Linked DNA regions of Mus musculus: region 1 is linked to region 2. The links are chromatin contacts, called in public HiChIP or PLAC-seq maps. All regions are on one chromosome and are shown on one strand. The core of a region is the stretch at or near the end of the contact, and the rest is flanking DNA. Distances in the headings are between cores, read along the strand shown.

Evidence for each region. HiChIP or PLAC-seq counts read pairs in DNA pulled down with a chosen protein or histone mark.
Region 1: an H3K27ac HiChIP or PLAC-seq map of embryonic stem cells shows a contact between it and region 2, with 4 times the contacts expected there. The contact joins two enhancer-like sites. A contact is called at or near these places in 2 of 39 promoter capture datasets (both in embryonic stem cells), 2 of 484 Hi-C or Micro-C datasets (both in embryonic stem cells), 5 of 115 datasets of contacts at active chromatin or transcription factors (embryonic stem cells and hepatocytes) and 1 of 9 other capture datasets (embryonic stem cells).

Annotation. Positions count from the first base shown.
Region 1 is chr1:119,497,162-119,504,098 of GRCm38.p6, forward strand. The region is part of intron 1 of Ralb (v-ral simian leukemia viral oncogene B); the gene reads right to left. It also overlaps the pseudogene Gm29454. Among named protein-coding and RNA genes, the nearest start is that of Ralb, 4.2 kb to the right of the region's middle. Within about 2 kb of position 2,475, at least 46 of the 459 cell types and tissues checked have an H3K27ac peak or open chromatin away from gene starts, as enhancers often do. A contact at or near this core is called in embryonic stem cells, where this site is marked.
Region 2 is chr1:119,165,501-119,172,870 of GRCm38.p6, forward strand. No RefSeq gene overlaps it. Among named protein-coding and RNA genes, the nearest start is that of Gm46144, 32 kb to the right of the region's middle. Within about 2 kb of position 2,156, at least 11 of the 459 cell types and tissues checked have an H3K27ac peak or open chromatin away from gene starts, as enhancers often do. A contact at or near this core is called in embryonic stem cells, where this site is marked.

The DNA of each region.
Region 1 (6,937 bases), core at 1,225-3,724, 330 kb after region 2:
GAGGACAGAGGCCAGGCCCCTCTGTCTTCCTCACCCCACTGGCTGTCTTGCAGGGATTTCAAATTCAACAGTCCCCAAATAGATCTCTCCACTCTTCGTCCCTCTACCCTAAAGTCTGATCCTTGTTGCCAAGCCTGACATCCTGGGAAGCGCATGGAGGAAGGACAGCTCCTACTTGTGAAAGCTGTCCTGTGAGTGTGCAAGTGTGTACTCACAAACACACACAAGTCAAACAGACAAGCAAATACATAAGTAGTATCCTAGTTAGCTTTAACTACCAATTTAACACAGCTCCGAAGGGAGTCTCCATTGAGGGCTTTGGCCTGCGGACAAGTCTGTAGAGGACTGTCTGCATTGTTATTTGATGTAGGAGGACCCAGCCCACTGTGGACGGCTCCATTCCCAGTGCAGTTGGCCCTGGGTGATCACCAAGCAGTGTGCTCCACGGTTTCTGCTGTACTTCCTTGTCAGTGAGTGCATTCTTTGCTTAAAGACAGAATGGCAAGCCAGCCAGCCTTCCAGTTCATTCTAGAGTCCCTGCCCTTGCTTCCCTCAAAGCTAAACAAACCCTTTCTTCCCCAAGCTACTGTGGTCTAGGTGTTTTATCACAACAATGGAAAGAAATCAGAATGAACGCACTCCTAATCTACCTGCCCCACCCCCACAATAGCAACACAAGCCCCTAGGAGTGCAGACATCACTAGTCAAGCCAGACCAGGTGATCATCCCAGATCCCCTTGTTTCTCCCCAGCTCTACTCACTCTTTCTCCTGGCTCTTATCTCTAATGGACCTTTTCCCTCTACCCATCTTCCATTTTCTCTGCCACAACCAGGTTAGAACAACCAGCCACAGCTGCCAGACCCCTTGTGGCACCTCAGCCACTTCAAGCCACTGTTCACTCTGTTTGTATGTGTGTGTGTGTGTGTGTGTGTGTGTGTGTGTGTGTGTGTGTGTGTGTACACATGGAGGCCAGAGGTCAACATAAGTTATATTCCTCAATTATATTCTGCCTTTTATATTTTTTCCTGAGACAGGGTATCATGGAGCCCAGGCTACCCTTGAACTCTCTCTACAGCTAAGGACAACTGTCAGCTCCTGATGCTCCTTTTGGCTCTACCTCAGATTTGGGGTTATGAGTATGCATCTTCATAACTGATTTTCTGTGATGCTGTGGACGGAGCCCAGGGCTTCAGGCACTCTAGGCAGGCACAGGGTCTCCCACTGGCCTGGAGTTCACTGCTCAGGCTAGATCGGCTGAGCAAGCCCCAGGGGAAGCGCCTGTGTGCACCTCTCCAGCACTGAGATTACAAACTCAAGCTGCCACAGTTCTGTTTTGCTTTGTGTTAGCATGGGTCCGGGGGAACAAGCCTGGGCACTTGTGCTTGCATTCCAAGACCTCACCAATTGAGCCATCTCCCCAGTCCATGTGAACTTTCTACATCAGTAAATGTAGCAGCCCAATGGCTTACCACTGATACCATCTAGCCCCTTTTCTGAACAGGCCCATAAACCTTTGCCCAGTGGCCCTGCCTCTCTCAGCTGCTATGCTCAGCACTTCCTACCTACTGCCTCTCTCTGCAGGGAGGAAGGAAGTCCTGAAGCAAAAGGAAGCAAGGTCCAGTCAAGACTCTGCAGACAGGGCTGCAAATATGGTCAAGCTAGCTGAGTGCTTGCCTCGTGTGCTTAAAGCCTTGGGTTTTGTTCCCCGAACCACACAAAGCTGGTTTGGTACGTACACCTCTGTAATCGCACCCGTGGGACGGGGATACAAGAGAATCAGGGATTGAAGGCTGTCTTCAACTACACACAGAGTTCAAGGACAGTCTTAGCTACATGACACCCAGTCTCAAAGAACAGAAGTAGCAGACTGACTTTGTAGTCATGCAGTAGAGAGAGGCGGAGCCTGTGTGAGGTAAGACCAGAAGAAGGGGGCTGGGAAGATACTACAGTGGATAAAGCACAGGCCGTGCGGTGTGAAGCTCTGGCTTCAGATCCCCAGGACCCATGGAAACAGTGTAGTGATCTCTCTATAATCCCAACAGAAGAGGCAGAGACAGGACAATCCTTGGGACTCACTGGCCAGCCTGTCTAACAGAATGGGCAAGCCTCAGCTTCAATTGGAGACCACATCTCAAATCGGAAGGTGGCCGGGCATAGCGTTTAACATCTTTAATCCAGTATCTGAGAGGCGGAGGCAGGAGGACCTCTGAGAGCGGCAGGCCAGCCTGCTCTATATAATGATGCCTCTGTTTGCACTACCTCAGATTGGGGATTACACAGTGAGACCCTGTCTCAAAAATAAAATTAAAGACTCCTCATCACCATGAATGTCCTGGCAGGTGCTCTCAAGAGCACCAAAAATGCTGAGAAGAGAGGCAAACGCCGGGTCCTCATCAGGCCATGTGTCAAAGCCATCGTTCGGTTCCTAACTGTGATGATGAAGCACGGTCACATGGTGAGTTTGCATCACTGATGATCACAGAGCTGGGAAAATCAATGTGAACCCTCACGGGCAGGTTGAGCAAGTGTAGCGCGATCAGCCCTAGGTTTGATCTGCAACTCAAACACCTAGAGAAATGGCAGAACAATCTGTGTCCACGCTGTCAGTTTGGTTTCCTTGTGCTGACAACCCCAGCTAGCATCAGGGACCACAAAGAAGCGAGACCAAAACACACAGGAGGGAGACCCCTGGGGTCCTTTCTCTAGAGGTGCAAAGCTCAAACAGAAAAGCCTCCGTAGACTATAAAATAAAATAAAATAGAATTAAAATTTAAAAAGTAATTAGGCGGAAGAACAGGTGAGACGGCTCAGCAGAGGAAGGTGAAACCGCCAAGCCTGGCAGCCCAGGTTCTATCTCTGGGAACCACATGGTTGGAGAGAGAGAGTCCATGTTGTCCTCTGAGCTCCACACATGTGTGCATACAATCTCCACACACACGAACTGATAATCATTTTCAGCTGCTCACCATGGAGATCAAAGATCACTTTATCAACATTTTTTTTTTTTTTGCCCACCAACTTGTTTTAGAGTTGATCTAAAAGAATCTCTGTGTTCTATTTGGTTTGGGGAACAGTAAGATTTAAATTTCTAATTTCTAAAGCGACTGCATATTTGGCTGATTAATTCTAGTGTCTAACGACAAAGAACCAGAAGAAAGAACATGAAATTTCAAGTATACCATGGAAGTTTCTAGAACAGCAGGAACCCAAGATGTGTCTTTATCCTCTACAGTACCCACATGCTTTGGAAGGCACCCCAACAAAAACCACCTCAATAGTGTCTAGTCTAAAGAGTGCTTATAAAGAAGCTAGGTAAGGTGGTATACGCCGTTAATCCTATGCTTAAAAGGCAGAGGCAGGTGGATCTCTGTAACTCAGAGGTCAGCCTGGTCTACATAGTGAGTTCCCAGGATAGCCAGGGCTACATGAGAGACCTTTCTCAAAACAAAAACACACAAACAGAAAACCTTTTAAAAGAAAAAAAAAAGTTGGAAGCTAGTCTTGGAGAAGGCCTGTGGCAGTCTGGATGTGACTCAGTTGTGGAATGTGAGGCTAGCACGCATGAAGTCCCGGTTCAATCCTCAGCACTGCCTAAACCACGTATAGAGGTGTGCGCTTGTTATCCCAGCACTGAGTGCGTAGAGGAAGGAGGACCAGAAGCTCACAGGAGTGCAGGGAGCAATGGATTAGTGGTAAGAGAGCTGGTTGCTCTTCCAGAGGACTTGGGTTCGGTTCCCAGCACCCATACAGTGACTCAAATCCACCTCTCTCACCTCAAGGGAACTGGAGGGAACCTCAAGCAAGGGTTCTGACCTCTTCTGACTCCTGCACACATGGGACACATAAACAGACACAGGCACATACATACACATAAAAATACATGTAGAATTAAATTTCAAAAAAAGAAAATTTCTTGCCCATCTAACAGCAGTAGATTAGAAGTAATTGTCAACACATAATTCTCTCTCTCTCTCTCTCTCTCTCTCTCTCACACACACACACACACAAGGGACTCCTGTGCTAGTGAGAAATATAGGGCATGGGTTCTTGTGTTTATTTTGTCTTACTGGAGACCTTCCCAGTTCACAAAGTTCCAATGGAATAGCTCTGCTTGTTATTACGTTTCCAACTGCAGCTTCAGACAAGGTCTCCAATGGTTCCCACGTTCAGAAATGAGATGAATGGGGAAGTTTGGTCACAGACTCCAGAGAGGTTTGCCATGATGGAACAACACAGCACAAACTCCCGGGGTTCAAACTTGTTATGGAGCCTTAAGTCATTGTTCCCAAGGCCTTCAAGTTCCTAAGAACTTCAAGGCAACAGTGACGATATTTCTCTTCCACTCTTTGTGTCTGAGTCGACACAGGCGTGCATGCACATCTGTTTGTGCCGTGGGTGCTCTGCACACGTGTGCACATGCACGGTGAGGCTGAAGCTGATGTCAAGAATCATCCTTAAGAAAACCCGTGGCTCACTGGTATGGCAAGACTCGAGAGCTAGCCCACTTTCTCCAGAGATCCCGTCTCCACCTTTGTGTGCTGGAGTTACAGACAGGCTGCCATCCCACCAGGCATTTATTTGGGCTCTGGGGATCCAAGCTCCAGTCCTTCCTTACACTTGTAAGGCAACTGCTTTAAGCACAGAGCCATCTCCGTGGCCTAAGAATTAAAAAATCTCCATCCCCAGCACCAAAGCAACCAAACAGACAAAACATCAAGAACCAGCCCCGAGTACACCTCTAATTCCTCCACCATTAAACATTCACGAGAAACTCTCCAGACTCCATTTAAGGTTCCAATTCTCATGTTTCTATCTTTACGTGTCTAGGTCCTATTTTCCAAAAGCTATCTAGTAACTCACACCCACACTTTCCTGGAACAACATCTCCTCGGGCACAGTAAAACCTCGCTGGGATCTCAGATAAGAGCAGCCGTGCTGTTTCCAGTGGGAAGTAACTGGAAAGGAAGGGGAGGAGCTGGGGAGCAACCCTGGGGATGGGGGCTGCTTAGTCGTGCACAAGGCACTGTCCAACTCCTAGAACATTGTAGTGTGTTTGTGTGTGTGTGTGTGTGTGTGTGTGTGTGGTGTGTACATACACATTGCGCACAAAAATAAAAATTCTGAGGAGGGGGCTAGAGAGATGGCTCAGTGGTTAAGAGCACTGATTGCTCTTCCAGAGGTCCTGAGTTCAATTCCCAGCAACCACATGGTGGCTCATAACCATCTGTAATGGGATCCGATGCCCTCTTCTGATGTGTCTGAAGACAGCTATAATATGTTCATATACATGAAATAAATAAATAAATCTTAAAAAAATAAAATAAAAAGACTCTGAGGAGGTCAGAATCAACAGAGCACCTACAGGGCCCACACCGCAGCTGGTTTCCCCTAACGTTAGTTTCCTGTGAGTGGGACAGACTTAAGACCCCACTTAAAAAGAAAGAGAAAAGCTCCCACGCCAAGAGAGTGCTTAGTGGAGAGAGGGGCTTGCCACACAAGCCTGACAACCAGTTTGGTTCTGAAAATTAAAAGAGGAAGGAAAAGAAAAACTCTACAAAGCATCCTCTGTCTGCCACATGTGTGCATAGCATGCGTGCGTGCGCGCGCGCACGCGCGCACACACACACACACACACACACACACACACACACACACACACCATAAGTAACCTGGTGGGGGCTGGGGAGACGGCTCAGCAATTAGGAGCATCTGCTACTCCTCCAGAGGCCTGCTTGGTTCCCAGGGCCCATGCAGGGCAGCTCACAACAGTTTGTAACTCCAGCTCCAGGGAATCCCAGCCACGCCCTCTTCTGGCTTCCAAGGGTTCCTGTCCCACACATATGCACACATAAAAATAAATCTAAAAAATACAAACATATATACAGATATTTGCATAGTCACATGTAAATAAAATTACAAGAATGCATACACATACACATATATACTCATACACTCATGCACACACACACACACATCACAGCTTCAGCAGGGGGGCATTTCATGGAATCCTAGAACCATGCCCACTCCCACACCTTAAACACTGCCTACTGGATTGGAAGCTGACAGTGGGGGTGGGCAGCCAACTCTTTCAGAGCTCAGAGAAGACAAAGGGCCTCCTCTAGACCACGGCACTAAGAAAATTCCAGAACCAGGCTGGGGATTTGGCTCTGCTGGTAGAGTTCTTGGGCATATAGGAAGCCCAGAGTTCCAGCCCCACCACTGCATGGACCAGGCATGGTAGAATACAGTTATCACAACACTCAAGGGGTAGAGGCAGGAACGTCACATGTTCAAGGTCACTCTAGCTATCTATCAAGTTCCAGGCCAGCCTGCGCTACAAAAGATCATGTCTCATACACACAAAGTTCCAAAACCAGGATCAACCTTGGCTCACACCTCCTTCTCAATATTCAGCACCTCCCTTTATGGCTCTCACAATTTCACCACCTCAATCCAGGCTTAAGCGGCGCCACTTTGACATGTTCTGAGACTTAACATGTAAGATTCTTGCTCTGATTAAAACTATCTTCACTTGGCACATCCAAAGCACACTCCCTGCCCCTCTGAGGATAAGCCTTGATCATTCAATAAACCCAAACTTAAGAAAGGTGGTTAGGAAATGAAAGCAGAGCCAGAGCGAGAGGATCTCTGTTCTTCAGGGATTGAAGGCAAGTGAGGGTAAGAACTATCAGTCCATTCCAGACCCTCTTCCAGAACACCCTGGTAACACCAATCCCTAGATTCCAGGATTCACTTGGAAATGAACTCTAGGAAAAAGGACCCTGCTGTGGGTGCCGCGCCCTCTGGGGACACTCAAGTCTGGGCCACAAGCAAGTCTGAGCCACGAGCTGACTTGGCTCAGAGAACCGGGTCAGGAAAACCCTTCAAGCCACGGTGCTTCTAAAAACCACCTTTGATGCTAGTCACACTCTGAAA
Region 2 (7,370 bases), core at 906-3,405:
TACAGGGAACTATCTTAGGAACAGGAGAGGGAAAAGAGCCGGAGGTTGGCTGAAGTCCCTTGCCAGCAGCAAGCAAGGACTCCAGCACAGTTAGCAGTCGCTTAACGCTTCCTCTCTTCCCAGCCATTGGCCTGAAAGTTTCTAGCATCTTCTCCTTTACAGGAAAAGGACATGCCCTAACCCTATGCTGCTCTAGTGAGTCCTGGTTTTGTGGGAGTTTGCTTTGCTTTGTTTTTGGATTTTTACCATATTATAACTCCCTTCGAGGCATCTCACCAGCCATCCCATCTCACTTATCAAAAGAAGCATTTTTAGCTATTTGAAAAACCACCAAAATAGTATATATGGCTAATGTTAACGTACTTCTGTGTGGCTTGCCCTGAAGGAGCCTACATAAACACTTACAGATATGCCTCACTATCTTCTTGACTGCCTTTCTGTCTAAATATCTATTTTTAAGTTAAAAAATGTTTATTATTGTGTCTGTACATAATATGGAGGGGGAACATGTAGAGATCAGCGGTCTCTGAGCCCGTTTTTTACCTTCCACCATTGGGCAAGCCCCAGGGGGCAAAGTCAGCTCTCCAGGCTTGCTCTGCAGAAGCCTTTACCCACCCACTGAGCCATCTTGCCAGTCCCTCTTTCTAAGCATCCTTCTTTTTTTAAGTTCCAATTCTGCTTCATCATACTTGCTAATCCTCAATTCTGTTCGGCTTCAAAGTCCTGCATTTGCATTTGTCCTGAATTGAGGTTCCGGAAAGATTAGGGGAGAGTCTCAAACTGCTGCGGTTGGCAACAAGAAACTATGTCTCCATCTCCTCGGCAGTGAAAAACCTGCCGTGGCCATAGTGGCCATAGCGCAGCCTTCCTGCCCCACCCCCACTGTAATTCTGTTGTTCTCCTGGGCACAAGCATCCCTCCATAGCATCCGCCCAAGTCCACCGGTTACAAGGCCCAAGACATAAAGGCCATGTTGTTCTGAGCCTGGGCAAGGCACAGGGGCTCTGGCATGACAATAGTAGTTGACTGTGTTCTCAAGAGGTCAAGGTAGGGGAGAAAAGACGAAAGCTTGGGAGACACAGAACTGCACAGGGCTGGATGGGATCACCTGCAGAGGGCTGGGGATGGGCAGCCCAGTGAGCAGGGCAGCAGGGGCCCAGAGGATGGGCCAATTGGAGCAGTGAACACTATCATGAGGTGTGAACCCTCACCCCCTTTGTCTTCTAGAGTGGCCAAGTCTTCTTTGCTAGATTGGTTTTAACATTTTTATTTCATTTGGTATGTATGAGCACACACTGAGCACTTTGATCCACCGAGTCATCTTGCCAGTCCAAACTCATTATGTAGCTGAGGCTGACCTTGAACTCAAGATTCTCCTGCCTTGCCTGATAGCCAAGTCTTCAGATATGTGCTTCTCTTCCTCTCTTCCCCCCACTCTCCCTCCCTCCCTCCCTCCCTCCCTCCCTCCCTCCCTTCCTCCCTCCCTCCCTCCCTCCCTCCCTCCCTCCCTCCCTCCACTGTTGTCTCTTCCCTTCTTTTTTGTTATTATTTTTATTCTATGTGTATGGGGGTTTGGCCCATGTTTACGTCTGTGCACACAAAGGCCAGAAGAGGGAATCTGGTTTCTTAGAAACCAGAGTTACAGATGGTTTCAAGCCACCAGGTAGGTGCTGGAAATTGAACACGGGTCCTTTAGAAGAACAGTCAGTTGTCTTAACTGCTGCCCAATTTCTCCAGGCCCACTTCCTCTCCCCATAAGACTGTTGATCTTAAGGGTTTAGGGCCTCACCCTTGTGATCTCATGTAACTTCAATTACAATCTCATTACCTTCTTAAAGACTACTTCAAACAGTCAAGTCAAATGTTAGAGTTTCAACTGGGGTTTGAGGGAGGAATAACTTAGGGGTTGCCTGCTGTAGGTTTTCCAGCGTTAGGTGAGTGTATGTGTGCGTATGCTTGTGTGAACATGCCTGTGTGTGTGCTGGGATGTGCTTGTGTGAGAGAGAGAGAGCACTTCTGATTCCTTTAGTCACTGTCTTGAGGCTGAACAAGTGTCCCTGCAGGCTAGATCAAGTCTTCAGGCCTCCCCTGTCTTCCCTTGCAGTACAGGCACACCCAGCAACCAACTGTTGTGATTCAGAAGCAGGTGACTGGACGGAACAAAAGGATGTGGAGCCCAGGCTTACTGCCGGCAGCACGATTCTTTCATGATGCCTCACAGATAGATGTGGTGACCTTTCCCTGTGGTTCTAAGGCAGGAGAGGCTCAGAAAAAGTTGGGTCATACAGCTCAGAGGCCGCCCTGAGAGGCTGCCAAGCTTCAGGGGACTTGAAATGGGGCTCAGAGAAGAGCAGTGATCTCCCTGCATCTGTCCCTGGTGAGCACAGGTGAGCCCAGCCCCAGGATGCAGACTCTGGTTAGTACTAAATGCCAGTTTGGCCTTCTCTGGAGTCTACCCGGCAATGAGTCTCTGGGTATCTGTGCGAAAGTTTCTAGGTTGGGTTAATTGAGGTGAGAGGACCTACCCTAAATGTGGACGGGTGATGTAATCATTGGTGCTGATATCCTGGGGGGGAAGAAAAACGCAAATCAAGCTGAGCCCCAGCGTCAGCATCCATCTCTCTCTGCATCCTGACTGTGGATTCGACATGACCAGCTGCTTCACACCACAGCGGCAGTACCCCCAAACAATAAGGCAAAATAGACCTGCCCTTTCCAGGTTTTTCAGTCACAGCAATGAGGAGAATAAGGACTCCAAAGGCCACATCTCTGTATCAGTCACTTCCTCCCACCCCTGTCAGCCCCTAGAAAGTTCCCACACAGTCTACAGCAGTGGTTCTCATCCTTTCTAATGCTGTGGCCCTTCAATACAGTTCCTCATGTTGTGGTCACAACCCCCAACCAAAAATTTTGTTTTGTTGTTACTTCATAACTGCAATATTGCTAGTTATGAATTGTAAATAAATGATATGTAAGATATCTGATATGTCACCCCTGTGAAAGAGTTGTTCGACCCTCAAGGAGTCATGACCCACAGGTGGAGAACCTCTGAGCTAGAGGCTTGATGGAGATTCTTCTCCTTGTGTGGCCTCTGGTAATCAGAGCTCTGTCCCCTAAAGCTTCTACAAGGCGCACCAGCATCCACTAATGGATCTTGCTAAGCCCACACTTGGATCCGCCTGACTCTCCCAGGGCCAGCCACCTGCATGTGTTTCTGTGGGACCTGGGAAACTGGGCTCTGGGGCTTCTTTGTGTAATTGGCACCATGTGCAGCCTGGCTTTACACTGGCGCACATCTGCCAACAGGGTGAGGGAAGGAAGGTCTTTGCTTCAGGCAGGAGGATGGCCCCAGAGGCCTCAGGCAACTTTTCCAGCTAGGGATGACACTATAGCCATTTTTCTGTACCCTAGGACTCTGATGTCCTAGTGGAGTAGAAAGATGGCCTGCGTCCTCTTCTTCCTCTACAGTTGGCATTATGGTTTAATTCTCTCATCGTGTGTGTGTGTGTGTGTGTGTGTGTGTGTGTGTGTGTGTATGTGTGTGTCTGACTGTCTCTCTCTGTGTGTTTGTGTGTATCTGTGTGCATGCACAACACTCGTGCATTGCTTTTGCATCTATTTAAGGCAAAGTCTTCTTGTCTTGCCATATAGGTCAGGCTAACTGACCCACAGATTTCTTGAAACTCTCCCTGTCTCTGCCTCCCATCTCTGCTAAATGGCATGCTGGGACTGCAGACCCTCATGCTACTGTGTGTGGATCTGAACTCAGACCATCAGGCTCACACCGTAGGGATTTTTGCTCTCTAAGCCTTCCCCTAACACTCCTGCCAATCTTTGCCAAATTCCACCCACAAAGCTGGGCACCTGAGGGTTTGGCGTCCCTCAATACCCTATGCAGCTGGCCTCTCTCTCTTTCTGTGCATGAGGAGCCATGTGTGTGCCTGCGGGTGCAGAGGAAAGCCTCAATGTCATTCCCTGGGTGCCACCCACATTGTGTCTCTCACTGACAGAGAAGCGAGTGTTGGAAGTAAAGGGCCAATATCCACTTAAGGATACACCTTCAATAACACAACTTCCTCTGACTTAGCGTGTGTGTGTGTGTGTGTGTGTGTGTGTGTGTGTGTGTGTGTGTGTGTGTGTATGTTCCTCTATCACTCTCTGACTTACTGCCTTGAGACAGGGTCTCTCACTGAACCGGAAGCATTTTGGCTAGGTTGGCTGGCAAACAAGTTCCTAGGATCTGTCTCTGTCCTCCAGGGTTGGGATTACAAGCACACCCAGCTGAGCCCAGCCTTTACATCTTCATTTCTTTGTGTGGGTGTGCCTGCTTGTCTGTATGTGTACCATGTGAATGCATGTGCCCATGGAGGCTAGAAGAGGGTAGCGGATCCCCTGGGATTGAAGCTGCAGGTCTTTGTGAGCTGCCTAATGTGGGTGCTGGGAACTGAACCTGGGTACTTGCAAGAACACCATTACTCTTAACTGCAGAGCCATCTCTCCATCCCTAATGCCCAACTTTTTATGTGGGTGCTAGGAATTTGAACTCAGGTCCTCATTCTTGCAGAACAAGCATTCATACCCTCGAAGTCATCTCCCCAGCTCCATCCCCACTGCATACAGGTTCATAGCTCAGCTAGCTAAAGTGCCTAGCTTGTAAGAACAAAGACAAGTGTTTAACTTCTAGAATCCATTTTTTTTAAATGAAATATAATGCCTCGAGTTTGTGAATCCTGGTACAGGGTAAGCAGAGTCAGGTAGGTCTCTGGGGCTTGCTGGCCAGCCACCTTTGCAAATCATTGAATTCTAGGAATGGTGATTGGCAACTGAAAAACAAGAGCAGAGGTTGTCTTCCACACATGCGTGCACACATGACTACATGTACATGCTTGCACATGTATGCTGCACACACAAACAGGTCTACCACCTTCCAATACTTGAAACTGGGAACCAAATTATCTGTAGCGGGTCTTTGGGAGATACTCTAGAGCCAAACTCCAGCAAAGTTCCTCTCTGCTTTGCTTTGCTTTGTTTCTTAAAATGCTCATCCTGACGGTCTGTTTTGTCAAAATCGTATTTATTTGTCTTCATCTGTCACCAGCATTCAAAGTCTCTGGACCTAACTCCCAAAACAAAGGGAGAGGAAGAATTCCTTTTTAACAACTTCGGGTCAAACCTGGTGTCATCATCACGTTGAGCAACTTAGAGGAGCTCCTGGTTCTTGGAGACCCCCTAGATTTCACATCCTGTTTGCCATGGGGGCAGACTGGTAGGGAAGAGCTTCTAGGAGTCTCGAGCCTGCTGGGTCAGGGTGAAGGGCAGGCTGACCTGACTTTTAGCTAACTAGGGCACAGAGCCCTTCCACAGGGGCCTGAGCAGCCTCCCGACAAATCATATTTATAGGATACCTGTCAGCCCATAAACGCCCTGTGCATCCCAGATGCACTTACAGATGATTGTTTGCCTCTTCACACAGTCAGCAGATACGTAAATGACACTCTACACGTCACTGTGCTCATTACACTTGAGTCATGGCAATGTGCAGAGGAAGCTGGCTGGGCTGTGGTCTCCTTCACACACCCAGGGTGATCTGGTAGTGCATCGTATCCATAAAACTAAACTATGTGCTGAGCTCAAACAAGACCAAGGCTGGGATCTCTCAAAATTTTATTAATTATTACTATTATGTGTGTGTGTTGTGTATGTGTGTGTTGTGTGCATGTGATGTGCATGGTTCGCATGTGTGTGTGTGTGTGTGTGTGTGTGTGTGTGTGTGTGTGTGTGTGTGAACACAGGTGTAAAGTTGGGAACAACTTCCTGGAGACCTGATTTGCCTTTCCATTTTCATGTGAGTTCCTGGGACTTCATGCTTGCACAGAGCTATCTCCTCATCCTTTGCTAGCGAATTTCTAAAACCAGTCCTAATCCACAAAGGCAAGTAGCACACAGACTCATCAGCTGCCCAGTCTGACCCTGCTGCCTGCTCACAATTGATATTAGTGGCACCAAGAGCAGATTAACACAGTGGCCAGCCAGCCAACTTCATGACATCCACAGATCTCTGCCCCAAAGCTGCCTGTCTCTCCCTGCATTTAAGCTGCCCAGACCCTCCAGCTCTCCAAGCTCAAGGTATCATAGTCCTGCAAAGTCCTCTTAGAGCCACCAGAGAATGACACTGGTCCAGTGTAAGACACAGGAGAGGGCAGGACACAGACATAGCCAGGCAAGTGGCATGTAAAACCTCAGAATGAGCTGAAGGCCAAAAAATGTAGGGCCCAAGGATCCTCATCATCTAAGACCACGCCCACACTGCATAGGCAGAGGCGAGGCCAGAGAAGAAAGTGCTGAACACACAAGACACTCATTTTCCCTGTGTCAGACAGGCTTTAGTCCACATACCAAGCCCTCATCTCCGAGTCCCTTCCCTTTCTTTTCCTTCCCTTCTGTGGTGGTTTGAATGAGAATGGCTTCATAGACACATATGTCTGAATGCTTGGTCCCCAGTCAGTGGAGTTGTTTGGGAAGGATTAAGAGGTGTGACCTTGTTGGAGGAGTGTGTCACTATGCACTTTGAGGTTTCAAAAGCCCTTGCCATTTCTAGTTCTCTGTCTCTCTCTCTTCTCTCTCTCTGTCTCTCTGTCTCTCTGTCTCTCTGTCTCTCTGTCTCTCTGTCTCTCTGTCTCTCTCTCTCTCTCTCTCTCTCTCTCTGTATGTGTTTGTGCCACATGAGTATATGAGTTATGATCTCAGTTACTGCTCCAGCACCATGTATGCTTGCCAGAGGCCATATTCTCTCTCATGATGATCACTGACCCTGTAAGTCCCAAATAAGCCTTGGTCATGGCATCTTTACACAGCAATGGAAAAAACAACTAAGACACTTTCCCTCCTCCTCTTTTTCTCTTTCTTGTTCTACTTGATAATGTCTCTGTATCTCTGACCTTGGACTTCTGTCCTCCAGTCTCTACCTTCTAGGCACTGGTATGAAGGTATGAGGCACCATTCCTGATTTGGATAGTTTAGGGAATAGAACCCAGTGTATGCTGGGTAAGTTCTCTACTAATGGAGTTACATCTCTGGCCCCCTGAGTCTTCCTGGCACATACGTGTTTGTTTCACTGGGCACCATCCAGACACCAAACTGCTAGGCACTGGATTCAGGCAACAATCATGGTTGACAGAGGGCCAGAGCTTGGAAGTAGGGTGGGTGGAGAGGATCTCAGAAGGGACGCACCATCACAGACAACACCAGGTAGAGCTGGTGACAGCCACAGAGCAGCTGTGGCAGCAAAGCATTGCTCCCTCCTGGGATTCTGACAGCCAAAGACATCAGAGACTTGATCCTACCTCGCCCCTGCATCTTGGATCCTCACA